2 separate regions of the Callithrix jacchus genome follow, and region 2 is linked to region 1. The links are chromatin contacts, called in public Hi-C maps. All regions are on one chromosome and are shown on one strand. The core of a region is the stretch at or near the end of the contact, and the rest is flanking DNA. Distances in the headings are between cores, read along the strand shown.

Evidence for each region. A called contact is a pair of places that touch in the nucleus more often than the background predicts.
Region 2: a contact with region 1 is called in a Hi-C map of skeletal muscle, with 4 times the contacts expected there. The contact joins two enhancer-like sites. A contact is called at or near these places in 2 of 3 Hi-C or Micro-C datasets (both in skeletal muscle).

Annotation. Positions count from the first base shown.
Region 1 is chr14:68,831,542-68,835,726 of calJac240_pri, reverse strand. All of the region lies in intron 2 of PRKCE (protein kinase C epsilon), which reads left to right. Among named protein-coding and RNA genes, the nearest start is that of PRKCE, 290 kb to the left of the region's middle. Within about 2 kb of position 2,181, at least 5 of the 16 cell types and tissues checked have an H3K27ac peak or open chromatin away from gene starts, as enhancers often do. A contact at or near this core is called in skeletal muscle, where this site is marked.
Region 2 is chr14:69,064,637-69,068,821 of calJac240_pri, reverse strand. The region is part of intron 1 of PRKCE (protein kinase C epsilon); the gene reads left to right. Among named protein-coding and RNA genes, the nearest start is that of PRKCE, 60 kb to the left of the region's middle. Within about 2 kb of position 1,846, at least 1 of the 16 cell types and tissues checked has an H3K27ac peak or open chromatin away from gene starts, as enhancers often do. A contact at or near this core is called in skeletal muscle, where this site is marked.

The DNA of each region.
Region 1 (4,185 bases), core at 932-3,431:
TGTCTCAAAAAAAAAAAAAAAAATTACTGTTAGATTATATGTGAAAAAAATAATAAAGCCCTAAAAAGATTCTGAATTCACATATACTTCACAAGTATCTTTAAGTTTTTGTTTCACTGGAAAGAAACTTAAATTGGGCTGGGCATGGTGGCTCACAGTATAATCTGAATACTTTTGGAGGCTGAGGCAGTAGAATTGGTTGAGCCCAGGAGTTCAAGACCAGCCTGGGCAACATAGAGAGACCATGTCTCTACAAGAAAATTAAAAAAAAAAAAAAATTAGCCAGCCATAGTGGCATGTGCCTGTAGTCCCAGCTACTTGGGATGCTGAGGCAGGAGGATTGCTTGAGCCTGGGAGGTTGAGGCTGCAGTGAGCCATAATTATGCTACTGAACTCCAGCCTGGACAACAGAGCAAGTCAGTTTCTGTCTCTCTCTCTCCCCCCTGCCCTTCCCCTCTTCCCTCCCTCCCTCCTTCTCTCTCTCTTTCTCCCCCCTTCTCTCTCTCCCCCCCTTCCTTCTCTCTCTCTCTCTCTCCCCCCCCTTCTTTGTCTCCCTCCTTCCTCTTCTCTCTCTCTCTCTCTCTCTCTCTCTCTCACACACACACACACACACACAAACACACACAGCATGGTGGCTCATGCCTGTAATCCCAGCAGCATTTTGGGAGACATAGGCGGGTGGATCATAAGGTCAAGAGATTGAGACCATTTTGGCCATCATGGTGAAATGCCGTCTCTACTAAAAATACAAAAATTAGCTGGGCATGCCTCTATTCCCAGCTACTCAGAAGGCTGAGACAGGAGAATCACTTGAACCCCAGGAGGTGGAGGTTGCAGTGAGCAGAGATCCTGCCACTGCATTCCAGCCTGGTGACAGAGTGAGACTTTGTCTAAAAAAAAAGAAATTGGAAATCATAGATAATGTTTATCTATAAGAGACAATGAGGGGGACCATACTTGAAAGAACTTGGCCTTCTGTTATTGGCAAGTGAGTACATAGGTTTGTTTTTCAGTGTTTTAAGTTTGAATGTTGTCAGTTAAAATACATATATCTTTTCTTTGCATGATTTTCTGCTTTACTGACTTTTTATTGAACAAACACTGTTCCATTCACCACAGACAAGTGGGACAGAAGGAAATGAATCCTACCCTCCAGAGCTGGCCTCAAAGTAAGAAATTTTGAAGTGTTGTTTTAGCTAAAAAAAATTAATACTTAAAAATTTGCATACTATCCCATATTTATAAACAAAAGTATTTTTCTTTTCAAAGATCTAAAATTGCAGCTTAGGGCCAGGCACGGTGGCTCACACCTGTAATCCCAGCACTTAGAAAGGCCAAGGTGGGTGGATTACTTGAGGCCAGGAGTTCAAGACCAACCTGTCCATCATTGTAAAACCCTGTCTCTACTAAAAGTACAAAAATTAGCTGGGCATGGTGACGTGTGCCTGTAATCCTAGCTATTTGGGAGGCTGAGGCAGGAGAATCGCTTGAACCTGGGAGGCGGAGGTTATAGTGAGCCAAGATCATGCCACCACACTCCAGCCTCTGCGACAAAGCGAGACCCTATCAAAAAAAAAAAAAAAAAAAAAAAAATGCAGCTTAGCTGAATTCTTAATAGAAGGTGGTGATTTAGATGCCTTCTCTTCTGGTTTGTCTTCTGTGTCTGTGTGCACCTGGTGCCATTGTGCTCTGGAAAGCAGGTACACTGGAGCCCTGGAGTTGAGGCTGGCTAGTGCTTTGCAGTGCCTGGCAATGCCCAGGCTTTCGTCCCTGGTCTGTTCCCTGGGGTTCCCATGTGTGGTGGTGAGGCAGCGGTGTGTGTTCATAGGGGCCCCTCTGTCAAGAGGCTGTGTCAGAAGCCAGCCTGCTGTCCTGCCTTGGAGGTTGATCCTTCACCCTAGCGGGGCAGACACTGAGGGCCAGCACTCTGGTCACGCCAAGGACGCTATGGTGACCCACTGAAAAATGAGCTATTCCCCTGCCCACCCCTGCCTGCTGTGCCCCCAGGCACCCTTTTGGGGATTACTCACATGCTCTTCTGGTATCAGTTTAGGAGATTATTAGACCTTCCATTTATTTACTCGATTCTCCTCCCTGCTCCCAACAATAATAACTCAGGAACCCGTGCCCCAGCCGTGCTGGGAACATGCTTAGAAAGTGAGGGGGAACCTTTGGACCGGCACCCATGTGGTTTTGAATCACTTAAGGACAATCTGCCTGAGTCACTGGCTTGGTGGCCATGGGCCAAGCAAGGAATCATCCAGTAGCGCCTCTGCCCTCACTGTCCTCCTCCTCCAGGTTCCTGTACAGAGAGGAAGCCAGCGGGAGGCCCCACTACCAAGACATTGACTCGTGTGCCCCCGTGTGGCCCTGATGGAAGGTTCAGAAAATGCAGCCAGGTTTTCCCAGCCTTGCTCCGCCAAGGCCAGAGGATGCCCTAAGGACAGCCTACAGCCCCTGCACCCCTCTTTTTGCATAATCTTTGATTTTTCTTGCTATTATTTCTTAACGGTTAAGCGTCCCAAGGCCTCATTTAACTTGAGTTAAAGAAGTGTGGTTTTGGGGGGTTCAAAGATTTTCTGTTGGTGTAGGGAATGTCCTCCCGGTTCTGAGAGACTTCCTCCAACACACAGCCTGTTGCAGGTATGCATTCTTAGTAAAAGGGGCAGGGACAAAAGCTCCGCCTGTCCCTCTTATACTTTCAGACTGTAATCAATCAGCAGGCAGTCACCAAACACCTGTTCAGACTGTGATGTTAAATTTCCAGGATCAGGACCAGAGTCTGGTACAGACACAAGCCTTCCAGTGCTTGTATTTTTAACTCCTTAGACGCTTGGACCTTTTGTGGGCTCCTTGGGCAGTGGTCATGAAGGAAGAGTGCTCCCAGGGGATGAGCAAGGTGATCCCCTTTGGATGGGAAGAAAAGAGTCAATGTCCATCTGTTTTCTTTATGCCACGAAACATGTTCCCTTTATAGTTTTATAATTGCACTTAAATAAAAAATATTTGGGAGGTTATAGTGGAAGCTGTTGGTGTCCCCCGGCCATAGCTGTGTCCCTTGGTCTGCCACAGAGGTCACTCCCAGAATAAACTTAGGACTCCCTGTGTATCCTTTTGAGGGTGACCTGAGCCACCATATTATGGGGTAGAGGCTAACACCTGATAGGCCTCACATTTTTGGCAATTTGATTTTAAGAAAACTCGTAGGTATACATCATCATTCTGATAACAGCCGCCATTATTGAGCACCTACTGTGTACCTGGTGCTTGATAATGATTACGTTCTAAATGTCATACCCACTCCGGAAGGTAGATATTATCCTCTCCCATCCCACCTTTCTTTAAAGAGATGAGGAAACTGAGGCTCAGCAATGACTGTGGGGATCTGGGAGCGATTTGCAGTTCTTGCTGGAACGAAGGCCCATTCGCCCTCCTTGCTGCCGTGCTGGCTCCTCTACAGTGCGAGCAGCCTTTACATTCTGCACCACTAAGGTCACACAGAGGGTCCTGATCCTTCTCCTTCTGCCTCTTCTTGTTCTCCTCCCTCTGTTCCTCTTGGATTCTCAGGAGCTAGTGTTACCCCAGAAATGAAGAATTCAAGACTGTTCACACTCACATAGAACCATCTGCTCTCTTAGCCTCAGGGCAGGGCTGATGGGGGTGGTATTTAGCCCCTTGGAGAGGTGGTGCAAACATAGAACCTGGTGTAGATGGCTTGGCTGGAGGAGGGCTATCTGGCAATTCAGTGCATCTTGTGAGTTTTGAAGAACAAGGGTGACTATATCATTTATCCTCCAAGAAAGGACACAGTTGAGAATGACAAGTGGCACTATATAGAATTAAGAAAACAGGCAATACCTAGAATGATCCTCAGTGACTTGAAACCTGTGTCCTCCCTACCTGCTCTGTACATATCCCTGCGTTTCCACCTTGCATCCACGACTGACCTGTTGGATCCCTTTCAACATTTCAGTACCGTCCTTCAAACCCCAGTCAGGCTTCGCAGCAGCTGTTTATTCAGTTAGCAAACTTTTTCTGGCCTCCAATTTGCATTCTTTCCTAACTTATGGGTACCTTCTCTTTTGCCTAAATGTTGCCTTTCCCTGGCCATTTGACCGTAACTCATGATATCATGCCTTATTCAGCAACTCTCAGAACAAAGGAAACAAATGTGCAAGTTTGCTT
Region 2 (4,185 bases), core at 597-3,096, 230 kb before region 1:
ATGGCATTGAGCCACTATTTGAGGATTTACCTGTTCCTCTAATATACCAGTTTCAGGGACAGAGACAATGGCTTACGTCAGGAATGTGGATTCAGTCTGGACAAGACAAGTGGGATTTGTGGAACTTACTGGGGCTGCTGCCACTGGAATAATGTCCTGGCTTGCAGCCGCCTCTGGGTATTAAAGAGTAGGAACTGAGGACCCTCAGTTCCCTTCTGGAAGAGGTTAGTAGGGCCTGCCGGAGCTTGGTGGCAGGTGCTGGTCAGGAGCAACCTGGACTGGGGCCAGTATACCGGGCAGACCAAGCCAGGCCTGGGTGGCAGCTGCTCCATCCATGCCAGGACTCATGCACTGGGCTCTCAGCCTTCCTCCGTCAATGCCAGAGGGCTGGTGTGATGGAAGATGCCCCAGTTCTAGCAGATCTTGGCTTTTGCTCCATGCCCCACATCAGCCAGCTACGTGACCTTGGACAAGGCCCTTCTCTGACCCTCTGCAGGATTCCTTTCCTTTGCAGCAGCCGAGTGTGGACTAGATGATCTTGGATGTCTATGAATGTGAATTTTGAAAGCTTTCGTACAGACTAGTACAGACAGATTAAACCCTAAGAGTTTCTAGAGTTCGTGGAACCCCACCCCATTCTGAATTCCAAGGCTGTGGTTCTGCCTTAGTGTAGTTGCTGGGGCATGGTATCAAACAGCACTTTCACTTTCCCTGTGACCCTAAGTCAGGGACTTCAAGATCTAAATTCTTTCAAACTCTTTTGAATGAAATGGGAAGCATCTCATCCCCAGCCCTCATCTCTATTCACCTGGATATTGTGATTCCCCCACTGGGCAGAGATGTCTCATGTTTCCCCTGTAACCATTTTGTTTATTTATTTATTTATTTGAGACAGAGTCTCACTCTGTCACCCAGGCTGGAGTGCAATGGCGCGATCTCGGCTTACTGCAACCTCCGCCTCCTGGGTTCAAGCAATTCTCATGCCTCAGCCTCCTGAGTAGCTGGGATTACAGGCACGCGCCAACACACCTGGCTAATTTTTGTATTATTTAGTAGAGAATGAGTTTCACCATGTTGGCTAGACTGGTCTCTAATTCCTGACCTCAAGTGATCTGCCTGCCTTGGCCTCCCAAAGTGTTGGGATTATAGGCATAAGCCACTGTGTCTGCCCCACTGATTTTATTTAATTAACACATCCATAGCACTGGCTAGGTCCTGGACACTGTTCTTGGAGTTTTCTATATGTTAACTCACTTAATCCTTGTAACAACCTGCTGATGTGGGTGCTATTGTTATCTTCATATGATGGATAAGAACTCTAAGGCCCAGAGAGATTAAGGAGCATGCCCCTAGTTTTTTAGCAGTAAGAGGCCCAGGTGGGATTTGAACCTAAATAGTCTGGCTTCAAAGTCCATCCTGTTGCCCACTGAGATACACAGCCTCTCATAAACACTCCTTGAAAGTCCATATCCTCCAGAGTCTCTAACACATCCTCCTGAGAGCTTTGCTCTCCTGCTTCCGAATCACAGCCCTAGATGGTCTGGTCTCAACCTGACCCTGTGTTTTTAGCTCTGTTTCCTTCTGCATATTTTCCTGCATGTTTTTCTCTTTGTGAAATCTGTCCATAGATTAATGATAACATTGCCAGGTCCCATGCCAGGACTCTCAGTCCCAAGAAGTGGCAGGAGAAGGCTCTGGACATTGTGGCTCCATCATGGTCCAGAGTGTGCCCAGGGCCTGGGGACTGGCTGTCACAGGGATTTACAGGTGTTACAACTGACATCTTGTTTTTGCCAGGACCAGTCAGAGAATCCCAGGCTTGACTGAAATACTATTGTTTGCCACCCTGCTGTCCCTGGGCATGAGGCCTGCAGACCCTCACCCCCAAGGGATCAGGGTATTTTACTGCCTGGCAGGCCAGATGACACACCCTGACTTGTCTGGAGGCTGAACCTAGGGTGGTGGGAGAGAGGGGGGACCTTGCCTTCTCTTGCTTAATATGGGGTGGGATAATCCAGCCAGGCGAAAACATATTCCATCTGATCTCCCATTATTCTAAGTGTTCAGTCTTTGTTCAGGTTGCTGCTTCCTCCCTATCCCCTGTCCCCTCCCTGTGGTTTTGTGCTTTTAGACTGAAGGGAGTGCAGGTAAGAGCGTGAACTTTGCAGTCCCACAGATTAATTTGCAACTCAACCACTTACTCTGTGTGCAACCATGGGCAAGGTACTTATCCCTGTTGTGCCTCAGTTTCCTTAGCTACAAGGAAGGGAGAAAAAAGAGTGCCTACCTCACAGAATTTTTGTGAGGACCAAAGTAATAGGCAGTAGCTGCAAGGTGTTTTCTACAGTGCCGGGCGTGTAACAAGAGACTGTGGACATTGTGACCAAGAGCGAGGACTCTGGCCAGACGGCCTGGCTGCAAATCGCAGCTCTGCTACTTACAACCTGGGTGACCTGGTGTAAGTTACTTAATGTCTCTGTGTCTCAATTTCCTCTTCTGTAAAATGGGGATGATGAACGTCCTTATTTCAGAGGATCATTGTAATGATTAAATGAATTTGCATTTGTGAAACACTTAGCATGCCTGGTGCCTAGCAAACATTCAGTGTTTGTCAAATAAACTATGTAAGTGTTCAAGACATGCTGGCTATTACTTTCATTAAGTTTCTATTATTATTAATAACTTTATATTATGTCCTATAAAGGAAGCAGGACAAATACTGGTTACTTCACTCTGCAGATGAAAGGTTAAGTGATGGGGCAGATCCTCAGGTTAGCCCCTGCTGTCACTTGAGTGAAGAATTATATCTTCTCCTCACTGTCTGTGTGCCCCCAGGTGCTCCTGTTGACCTCTTGCCACTCTACAGCCTGTCCTGTCTTTTTTTTTGAGACAGGGTTTCGTTCTTGTTGCCTAGGTTGGAGTGCAGTGGTGCAATCTGGGCTCACTGCAAACTCTACCTCCTGGGTTCAAGTGATTCTCCTGCCTCATCCTCCTGAGTATCTGGGATTACAAGCCTGCCACCATGCCCAGCGAATTTTTTGTATTTTTAGTAGAGACTAGGTTTCACCATGTTGGCCAGGCTGGTCTTGAACTCCTGACCTCAAGTGATCCACCCACCCTGGCCTTCCAAAGTTCTGGGATTACAGGCATGAGCCACTATGCCAGGCCTGTCCTGTGTTTTTGACACCCAAATCTGATCATGCCATTCCCCCTGCTTCAAGCCCCTGATGGTGGCCTGTAGGAACATGTCTCTTCCTTGGCAGGGCCCATGACACTCTGGGCCAACTGGCCCTGGCTCGTCCCACTGACAGTTGCATTCCCTCTATGATCTGTTACACCTCTGGGGCCTGGACATGCTGTTCCCTGTGCCTGGAAGGGCCTTTTGCCTCTTCTCCATCCAGCTCAAATGTCAGCTCCTCACTGTACCTACAGGCAGAGTCTGGCTGCCCTCCTCTGGGCTTCCATCTGCTTGGCTCCCGTGTCCCGTTGTGTGGTTCTTGTTTGTTTAAGAGACATTCAACTCCTCCAGCACACTTCCTTGTCCTTGGAGGGCAGGGACCAGATGTCATTTATCTTCATATTCATCCCACACTTCTACCTCTTTGAGTCTGAATGTACACCGGGCATGTGTTAAATGCTCAGAGGTTGTGTTTAGATGAATAATGATGCTAATTACCACACTGTCGCCTTGCATCTGTAATGCACATCATGATTGGAAAGTTCTCGCACCTTTGCATTTTCTTCTTGGTCCCAGTCTGGTGCTGACTTGCAGTGCTGTCCTCCATAAGCTAGCTTATCTCCCTGGGCCTCAGTTTCTCTGCCTGTGCATGATCTGTAGTCGCTGTCACCTGGAGGCTCTGGTAAAGGTGAAGTGGATGCTTATTTAAGAACGTGTTTGGAACCAAGTTCTAGACAGACAGAGGCTGTCATTGTTTTTGCTCATCTTGCCCTTGGACTCTGCAGCTGATCACCTTGCCAGATGGGAAGAGCCACAGGAGAACATAAGCCTGAGGGTGGCTAATAATCTGTATTTTTCTTTGTCCTACATATTTGTGTGACGCCTGATGGTAATGGATAGCCGCAAAGACTCATGTCCTTTGTAGCTGCAGGGATATGCATCTTCCTTCTGTGTTACTGATTGGGAGGTTGAGCCCACAGAGAACCATCCTGAGCGCACAAGTGAAC